Regions from separate parts of the Mus musculus genome. Here region 1 is linked to region 2. The links are chromatin contacts, called in public targeted proximity ligation maps. All regions are on one chromosome and are shown on one strand. The core of a region is the stretch at or near the end of the contact, and the rest is flanking DNA. Distances in the headings are between cores, read along the strand shown.

Evidence for each region.
Region 1: a targeted proximity ligation map of intestinal crypt epithelium shows a contact between it and region 2, with 5 read pairs. A contact is called at or near these places in 4 of 130 datasets of targeted methods (embryonic stem cells, intestinal crypt epithelium, intestinal villus epithelium and 1 more) and 1 of 9 other capture datasets (embryonic stem cells).

The regions. Positions count from the first base shown.
Region 1 is chr19:24,671,523-24,676,694 of GRCm38.p6, reverse strand. Tmem252 (transmembrane protein 252) reads right to left here and starts at 2,687. Exons shown (of 2, transcript NM_183160.3): 1 at 2,352-2,687. The coding sequence starts at 2,626.
Region 2 is chr19:24,552,315-24,557,309 of GRCm38.p6, reverse strand. It overlaps Pip5k1b (phosphatidylinositol-4-phosphate 5-kinase, type 1 beta), which reads left to right and starts at 1,438. Exons shown (of 15, transcript NM_008846.3): 1 at 1,438-1,545. Gm50341 (predicted gene, 50341) reads right to left here and starts at 978. Exons shown (of 2, transcript NR_169181.1): 1 at 926-978; 2 at 1-302.

The sequences.
Region 1 (5,172 bases), core at 1,438-3,937, 120 kb before region 2:
AACAGAGCAGGGCCTGCCATTTGTAGCCCCTGCTCCACTCCAAATATCACAGAGCCAAGAGCTAAATAGCTGAAGAAGCTGTCTACTGTACGATGTAAGTCTTGACCTTTCCCAGGAATAGCCAAAGTTGAGTCATGGGGACAGAAAGGCGAGATTTTCCCTGGAACCACTTGAGAGACTGCCGAAAAGACTGCTCCCGTGAACTCCGTCACTGGAGGATCACTCACGTGGATGTCTCCGCCTAGCTACCTATTTTGAGTGCAAAGCTTTTGAGATATGGAACTTTTCCGGCTGACTCTGTGGACTGAGCATCTCATGATGCAGCAGGAAGGGGCAGGGAAGGGTGTCAAGATATTCATGATTTACTTTTGAATACTCCAGACAAGGGAATATATGAATATGTTGGTAAATTTCAGATGTATCATTTGCTATTAGCAAGAACTCACAAGGTAGATGTACACATATATACACATACTCATAAACACATGAACAAACATACACACAAGTACACACACACATACATACACACACACACAACCAAACACACAAACACATGCACAAACATATACATGTACAAACACATAAGGACATATACAAATATGCACATACAAACACACATACAAACATATATGCATGCACACACATGCATGAATACACACAAATACCTGCACACACAAAAACACTGTACACACACAATCACTCTAGACACATCTTCTGAATCACTTGTTTTATATATATACATATATATATATATGTATATATATGTATATGTATATATATGTATATGTATATATGTGTATGTATGTATGTATGTATGTATATGTATATATATATATATATATTTGGCTTTTCGAGACAGGGTTTCTCTGTATAGCCCTGGCTGTCCTGGAACTCACTTTGTAGACCAGGCTGGCCTTGAACTCAGAAATCCACCTGCCTCTGCCTCCCGAGTGCTGGGATTCCAGGCATGCGCCACCACTGCCTGGCTTACTCTGTTATCTTATTTTAAGATGAAACCCAAACAATCCCTAGTTAAGCTAACTGACCTTGGAAATGGTTTCTGATTGTTGTCTCTGGTGTGATGAATGCCAACAATGCACTGTCACTGGCGAGAGGACTCTTATTCAAAGTACACGGGATAATCAAAACCTTTTATGATCTTCTTACTCTTGCATGAAGAGCTCACAGGATTTACAGATGCTTACATCCTAGGCCTTAAGACACCCTATACCTTTAGAACAATGTTCTTGTGTTTGGACAAGAATTAGAAGTTCCATGCTAAGTTAACCAACCACAAGGTTACCTGAATCTTTCCCGCCCCCCCTGCCCTTTTGGTTAAAATATAAATAACATGTATTACTTGTGAGGGCATTAGTGGTATTAGTGGTCTTATATTGCTGCAAAACTATCCCTACAATCCCTAGATTGTAGTTTGTATCCCAAACTACAGCCCTATAATCATTAAATAATAATTCTTCATTTCTCCCCGCCCCCCCCCCCCACCACACACAACCCCCAGGCCTGGGACTACTGTTTTGCTTCCTGTCTGCAGTAGCTACTTAGTGTAAGCAGCTGTGATAGCTGCTAAGGATTGGTATAAATGGCTGTGGTGTAAGTGGCTCTGGTAGCTCATGGTGTAAGCAGAAATAGTACAGTGGCCGTCCTTTCTGTCTGGCAGGTGTCACTTGCCATAATGTTTTCAGTGTCTAAATATCTACGGCACATATCAATTAATGTGGTCTGTCTTAAGGCCAAGTAATAATGCCGTCTGTGTGTATCCGTGCTGCCGTTTGGTTTTGTATCATCGATGGGCATGTTATCATCTTGCCTTGAATATGTCCTTCATAAGAGGTGAGATCAGAACACTTAAAAGGTCAGTCATCTAGAACGTCCCTTAGTCACAGAAGTTGCTGGACTGACTTGACGTCTGGTCTGCTTGCTCATGTATTGTGGGTAGAACTTGGTCTGGGACTTTCTTTATAACCCAGTAACCAGGCTATCAGGACCATCTAATCATCACCTGCCTTTAACTAAAATTACCACCCCCACCCCCAAACATAGGAAGAATCTAGGGATTGTGCCCCTTAATTTGTTTATGTGACTTTTTACTGTGGGCATGAGGATCTTACCCTAAGACAATTTCCTCTTACGTCGTTGTTTTCCCCAAAGGCAGCCCCGCTCCCCACCACGCACAACAGCCCCAGAGCAAATTGCCCAATGGTGGAATTTTGAGCCTAGCTTCATAGCCTCCTGTAAGTGGATCCACTATGGGCCTGTGCTTCACTCCCCTTCCCACACCATGACTCCTCTCAACCCTTCTCATGCCCTCTGGCGCTCAGCTCAGCACGTACCTGTCTACAGTGGCCAGGGGCAGGTCCTGGAAAGCGAGGTGCTGTCTGAGCACGTGGTTGAACATCTCTTTGTTTTCATTTGCTTGGCGGTAGGTGCCCCAGAAAATTCCACTCAGAAGGATCACAAACCCCATGGGCAGAAGCACGTAGGCCACAACCAGATTCCTCTGGGAGTGGAAGATGGAGTTGGAGATGAAAAAGCCACCCAGGCAAATCATCAGGAAGCCGGTGAGGAGGGAGAGGGCGCACAGGATCAGCCCAGTCCTGTTCTGCATCCTTCTTCTTGGAGCCCCTCTGATCCTGCCACTCCTCTGCTTCCAGGCCTGCTGGGGGAAGAGCACTCACTAGCCAGGTCACAGCCTTATATACAGGAACAAATGGCCTTTGAACAATTAAATGAAGCAGGCACCGGGAAGCTATTCATTAACCACTGGAAGTTACTGTAACATCCTCCAGGGGGAACCTAGAAACATAACATTGTGTCCTCGGGGGGGGGGGGGGGGGGGGGGAAGGGGAGGTTGTGGGTAGCCAGTATGTTCCTGGTTGGTGGGTGGGACCTCAGCTGCTCCCAGGTATTGGAAGAGAGGTCGGAATCTTTTTGAGTATGAAGGCACTGGTCTCTCAGCCCTCGCTGTAGGGAACTCTGTACTGAAAGTTAAAGACGTTAGCATCTGTCTACAAACTCTTGCCTTCATTGTTTGGCAAAGACTCCTTTCCTGATTTCATTTTCTCTTTCCGTACTAAAAGTACATTTCGCCAAGGCTCTTAGCGCTCTGTCTTTGCCTACGTCAGTGACTCTACCCTTCATTGTCCCAATACTCTGATTCTGGGAAAATTCCATGGGAGCAGGCCAGGAAGTGATCTTTCTGTTGATAGAAGAGAATTCCAGAAGGAGAGGGAGCACACTGGAGAAGGACCGGGGCCGGGGGTGGTGGCACCTGGTGTAATAACTGCTGTTTGAATTCTGCTGCCAAATTTTCCCGTTGTTGGGGTGCAGATATTGCAACCCATCGTCCCCTCTGACTGACGGGTGCTAGTTAAGTATTTATTCTGTGTGACTTTAGTGCAGGCTACCATTCCTGGTTCATTATATATGTTTCACCCAAGTCTCTCCCTGCTCTCAAAAAAAAAAAAAAAAAAAAAAAAAATCCATAGGCATTTGACCTAAGGGCATTGTCCTCATAACGCTCTAGCATGATATAGCTATCATGTATACCAAGAGAGTACACATCATAAATTTCTCCTATTACACCCTACTCTTTGGCCCCCACACGGTCTCACAGGGCACAGTGACAGATGAAAGGCTGTAAGAAAATCTGAAACCTTCCCCCTAAAATATGTCTTAGGTAAAATGTATCTTAGCAGATGCTGCCAAACCATGTCCCTTGCCCTCTTTCCCTGCGTCTCTGCTCTGTGTCACATTGCCCTAGGAACGGTCTAGGAGCTACCTTCTGCACTCAGTCTGTGGTTATAAACTCCTCACTGCAGACCTGCCTCAGGCTGTACTTCCTACCTTTCTTTTATTTGGTGCCTTGGCACGTCCACACCACACCAAGAGACTTCTCTCCCCACTGGGGCTCCTGAGTCACTTCCTAGAGGCTTCCCACATTCCTCCATTGTCATCCCTGGTCGTTTGCTTTTCCAACAGGAAAATGTTTATTTGTGCAGAGTCACAGTATTTATACTTATATTCTTTAGCCTTGTTCCCGACGTTTCCTTAGCTCCACCTCTGAGTTAGGGCTAGGAGAGACAGGAAGACACTGCAGTTCAAAAAACAACTGCAGGCACCCCCCCCCATTCTGCCTACTGACCCCTACACGTATTAGCTTCAATTCCAACCTTGAACCACTGCCATCTTCTAGGCTCGGTATTATTTTTGTGGTCCAGCCTTTTGCTCCCTCAGTTTTCCCGTTCCTGGGATCGCCTCTGATGATTCCCATCTCCTATGTAATAATCCCCTCCATGTGGGGGTGAGCTGTACCTAGTGATATGACTCTAGACAGTAATGTATGGCATCTCCCTCCTTCTCCTCCTTCAGCACCAACAAAAGTCACGGTTTTCCAGTCAAGTGTCTTCCTCTCCAGCATCCCGGAGGTGGCTCCTGTCAGTCCAGAGCAGTGTCTGGTTGCGTTGGTGATAGTGGAAGTAATGGTCGTCCCTTGCTGAAAATTTCAGCAAAACGACTGTCAACGCTGTCCCCTTGAGCTTGGCCGACCCATGAGCACTGTTTTGAACATTATGTGCAGCCTGAGTTCCAGGCACTATCCTGCCTCCGGGTTCATGTTAGAACACCCTGGAAATCTACTTTTTCTTTCATACTCTGTAGCACAGTCAGGGCCTTAGGACGTGGCCCAGACCTCTACACCCAGGGTTCTGTTTCCAGGATTCACAGGCCAGTGTCTTGGAAACAGGTCTGTGGTAACTCAGAAGCAGCTGGTGGCCTGTGGGGGCTGTGGCACAGGAAGGGCCTGCTCTAACCAAGCACAGGTGAAGCCAAGGTGAGGCTTCAGAAGGTCACCAGGGTTCAGGAAGCGAGGCTCTGCAGGAGGTGGAAGAGGAGGAGGCACCATGTGCGTAACAGGAGATGCCACCAAGGTCTGACCTCATGGTGCTGATTACTAAGTGGTTTCTGGATTAGCCTTTCACACTTGAGGGTTCACTGAGCGCCAGTCACTTCCTCCCTCTTGTTTTCTTTGCTTTTAAACCTTTTCCTCTGCCTTCCCCTCCCCCTCTCTCACTCAGGAGAAGACTGAAACCAAGGGAGTTCTTGAGGTTGGCAAAGGACAAACAGCAAGCCAGGAAATTCCTAGCATGGGAAGGA
Region 2 (4,995 bases), core at 189-2,688:
CACTGGAGATACCGTCCCTAACAATACACATCTATTTGATTTGTCAGCTTTACGTGAATAAAACTTTAAGAACAATGCATTTTTTGTTATAAAGGAATTTTTATGCTTCATTCCAGGGTGATACTAAACCACCACAAATTCACTCGAGTTGGGGTTGGGGGTGGGGTTGTTAAAAGATTTCAAAACTGCCTGCAGGTGCTCTTTGTAGAGCCTCAAGGGAGTGTCCTCAAGCAAGGGTCATCAAATGCTGGTCTTCCTCTGACAGAACGCAAGTTTTCTTTCCCACAAGTGTTTTGTTTTGTCTGAGGAGGGGAAAGTGGAAGGAAGTGATAAAGCTGAACTGTACCACTTGCTTCGACCCAACTGGGAGGGAGTCGCTCTCTTCCTGTGCCTGTTAGATAAATTTAATTTTAGCGTTCAGAACAGCACAACTCCAAACGGATCCTTAGATCTAGCCCCTACCCTCTTCGAAGCTAAACTAACCTAGTGAGATTCCAAGTGGCTCCAGCAGGCGCGCCCCCATTGTAGCTCAATGGCGCGGGACCCCTCACTAGCCCATCCCTAACCTGTTGGATAGATCGTCCTTCTTGAGAGCACCTGCTATCCTTAGAAGGGAGACAAGTGTGGTCTCAGAACCTTTGCGCGTCCCTTCCTGATAAAGGGGGTATAGGGGAGGGCTCTGCTTGCTTAAGTGCTGGCTCCTCAAGGAAGAGGAGTCAAGTCTGGCATTGCCCGACTGGTGGCCAGGGACACTGGCAGCGGCACGCCCTACCCCAACACAGTCCACAGCAGTGAGGCTTCGAGACTCTGAGAAGCTCCCAGAAGCTCTGGAGCTTTGGAGGATCCCGCTAATCTCAGGGAGCCGCTTCACCCCTGCTCTGAGTCCTGGCTGCACAGTGGCCCGGGCGCACAATCTCCCACGCACCGACTAGAGCGTTAGGTCCGACTGCGGGCTGCTCTGCTGCTGCAAACCGGTCTGGCTTCCTTGCAGGGCGTGCGGGACAGAGCAGAGGGTGGAGAGAAAAGGGGAAGAGCCTGGGCGGCCGGCGGGCGGGGCCTGCAGCCTCCCGGAGTCGCGGCCGCCGTGCAGCCTGCTCGCTGCCCGCCCCGCTCGGACTCCGGCGCGCCGTGCGGGGGCCCGTGGCTGCGGGGCACCGCCACTCCTCGGCCTCCATCCCCCGATCTCGCCTCGCCGCGCCACCCGGCGCTGTCTGGTCCTAGTGGTCCGCTTGCCGTTCTGCCGACCAGAGGAGCGGCGGGAAGGAAGGGGAACGCGGGGACACGCACACCGGCCGCGGCGCGCGCGCATTGCACACTCGCAGCCGCGCGTCCCCGTCGCCGCGCGTCCGAGCCCAGTGTGGCCCCGCGGCAGGGCCCGGCACCTGCCCGCCCCCCCACCCCACCCCCCGGCGCTGCTCCGGCTCCGCCCCGCCCGCCGCCCGCCGCCCGCTGCAGCCACCGGAGAACCCACGACATCCCGACAACTTGCCCGCGGTGGCGCAACTGGTCTCGGCCGCCAAGGCTCCAGCACGCCGGCCGAAGGAGGTAAGTTTCCTGCGCGTCCCCGGCAACCCTGCCTACACCCTCCCTTGCCGCCGCGCCTGAGGCTCTGTGTGTCTCTGCTGGGACCTGACCTGCTCTCCACCTTTCCACTTTGCCTGTCCAAGTTGTGCTGGGGGTGACATGGAGGGGGCGCCCGTGGTCGTCAAACCAGGACCTTCGCTCCTCGGGGGCCACAGCTGCGCAGTCCCCGTGGGCACCGACCGCCTCGCTACCCTGATCCCTAGGGCCGCAGTGACACCCAGTGATCCCTCGGGCTCACTTAAGTCAGAGACCCCTCCCTCGTTTCTGGGGAACCTGCTGAGTTTTGTTGCAGCAGGAGAGGTGTCTCCGTCATTCTCCCCTGCTTCTAAACAGCAGCGAACTTGTTAGGCGCCCCCCGGGATGTACAGAGGGGCTTCCACGAGTGGCGTTCTGCTTGATTTCTGGCTCTGGCGCCGGGTGGAACAGGTGAACTACAGTTCCAGCCTGAAAACAGCCGCCGACTTTTACAGTCCCCTGTCTTCAATGGCCCTGTCAATGTGACGATTCAACATCTGGGGCGGGGGTGGGGGGTGGCGGGGGGGATGGGGAGAGCGCTGGAGTTGGACTTGCCACTCTGGTGCCAGGAGTCGTCAGAACCGAAGACAACAAACGTCTGCTTATCTCTCATCTATGCAGATGAGCATGTTCTCATTTCTTACCCCCACCCTCTCAAGCCGGCTGTCTGCTGTGCACAGCACGCTTGGGTAGAAACCTGTTCCAGAGAAGTTGTTTGGGTAGTCAGTGAATTTGTTCTTCATGTCTACTGAAGTCAGGACTTTGAACAGGATCTGCTATTTACTATGATGCTATGTAAAGGAAGCGCATGCTGACTCTCAAGTAGCCATCCCCCCCACCCCCCCCACCCCCGCCTCTGCCCTGGCTCTGCCCCTTGATGGCATTCTCAGCCTGGTAGAGGTCCCCCTGTAAAATGAATGGTCCATAAGGACTGAGACCTGATTAATCTGATCTAAGAAGTAGTCCGAGGCTGTTCTCTTGAACTTAGCTGTAAAGGGCCCCTTTCACCTCTCTTCCGGGAGACTTCCCTCTTGTTCTGTGTAGAGGCTGTAGTGTTTTTGCAGTCGTTGGAGTAGATCAAAGTCCAAGGATTGGTTTTCCTTAGACTCCAGTGTGATGGGGGTTCATGGAAGCTTCTGTCAGAGGGCTGCCCACTGAAAGGCAAAACAGAAAAACAAAAACAAAAACTTACCCAACCAAGTTCAAGGTTGAGCCTTAAGTGTCCTGTGCGATCTCTAAGCTGAAGAAAATGCTGGGTTCTGTGTACAAAGGTGGAGGACCCCCCCCCCCCAGGATGCATGGGAAGTGCAGCCATCCTTGGGCAGGAAAGTTGAACAGTGCTTACAGATAAAGCCATATTACATTTTTATCCAAACTAAGAAAACTGGAGGGACTGGGGGGGAAAAAAAACCCACCTAATATTTGCATCAGTGTCTTGCAATTTTTAATTGCTTTTCAGTATGCTCATCTTATTTCAACCACTTCTGAGGGAGGTGTGGTGAAGATGCTTATCATAGGTTTAGAGGAGGCATGGGGGACTCGGATTCTGGGGTTTATCACAGTGACAATCGGTCCTTCCAGTTAAAGCCAGCCTTGCTGTCCCTCATTCAGAGCCAGCCCTGTACTAGTGAAGTCTTCTTTTCTTTAATGGCTAGATTTGTCGTCTCCTCACAGTGGTCAGTTCGACCTCCTTGTGATTTGATGCTCACATTTTGCAGATGTGGGGAAACTCGGGGGTCAGGCCATCATGAGAGTTTTACATCACTTCTCGAACCCTGAGTGGATGGTCCAAGAGGGAGAGTTCATCTAATCGCCTGACAGTTTGTTGCTTTGTGTTTTCTGTCATTGTCCCACTTCTGATTAGATGAGGTCACTCTGTTCAGTGAGCTGGTTGGTGAACTGGGCTGTAGCTCTGACACAGCCTTTGTGCCAGACCATACGCTGAGCCTTAAGCATTTCTCATGGGAAACAAAAAAGTGCCTACGAAATTATGTCTCTTTTGGCCAGCTTTAGCATCCTTCGGGGTCTAATAATGTGGTATTATTTCCTGTAGGAGAAACCCAGTTTCCCTGTATCAGCCAAGGGAGCTAGCTAATCATTGATTCCAGCTTCAGTTTGTTTTTTCTGACTTGGGCAGTTTCACATCGTACCACTTGACGGAGGGAAAGAAAACTGCAAGTGTGCTTGAGCAGCTTCGAGCACCTATGCTGCTTAGTGCTTCTATTTGACTTTGAAGTATTCAGGTTAAAGTTCTCTCAGGTATGAATTGGTATTGCATATGCACTTTTTTTTTGAAGCTTTGTGTTTGCATATAGTAAATAAGCCTGTCCTCGTGGCTGTTAAGTTAATGGGGGTGAATGGACTCATTCATAAGGACAGCCTGCTATTATAAAAGACACAGCACCTTGCATGTAAGTTCCCAGCACAGGGATGATTTCCCTGTGAGAGGTGAGTTGCGCCTTCTGAAGTGCGGGGACTGGAGCCCACTGTGGATCACCCATGTTGTCTCCTGAGTTGTGAAACAGCTGTCTCTTTCTTGTGCCCTTCCACCTCCCGTCAGGAACATATAGCTGCCTAAAGGATACATCCCTAGAAACCGGCTTGTGCCATTTTATGAAAGAGCATGTCGAGAGATAGAGAAGACAACCACTCCTTTTTTTTTTGGTTTTTCGAGACAGGGTTTCTCTGTATAGACCTGGCTGTCCTGGAACTCACTCTGTAGACCAGGCTGGCCTCGAACTCAGAAATCCACCTGCCTCTGCCTCCGGAGTGCTGGGATTAAAGGCATGCGCCACCATGCCGGGCTCCAACCACTCCTTTTTACTCAAGGGTGCTGAGGTACACTTAACATTGCCTTGTGGTTTTGGAGGAGGAACCTAATTAGTGAAACCAACCTACTTTCTGTTCCCTTTAAGAATTAAGTGGATGCTCACAGTCAGGTATTGGATGGATCACAGGGCCCCCAGTGGAGGAGCTAGAGAAAGTACCCAAGGAGCTAAAGGGATCTGCAATCCTATAGGTGGAACAACAATATGAACTAACCAGTACCCCCCAGAGCTCGTGTCTCTAGCTGCATATGAATCAGAAGATGGCCTAGTTGGCCACCATTGGGAAAGAGAGGCCCATTGGTCATGCAAACTTTATATGCCTCAGTACAGGGGAACTCCAGGGCCAAGAAGTGGGAGTGGGTGGGTGGGGGAGTGTGGGGGGGACTTTTGGGATAGCATTGGAAATGTAATTGAAATAAATACCCAATTTAAAAAAAAGAGAAAAAAAATAAAAACACAAAAAGGACAAAAAAAAAAAGAATTCTCTTCTCTTTCCACTCCTTCCTATACACAGAAACCTGGTTTGGTTTGGTTTGGTTTGGTTTGGTTTGGTTTGGTTTGGTTTGGT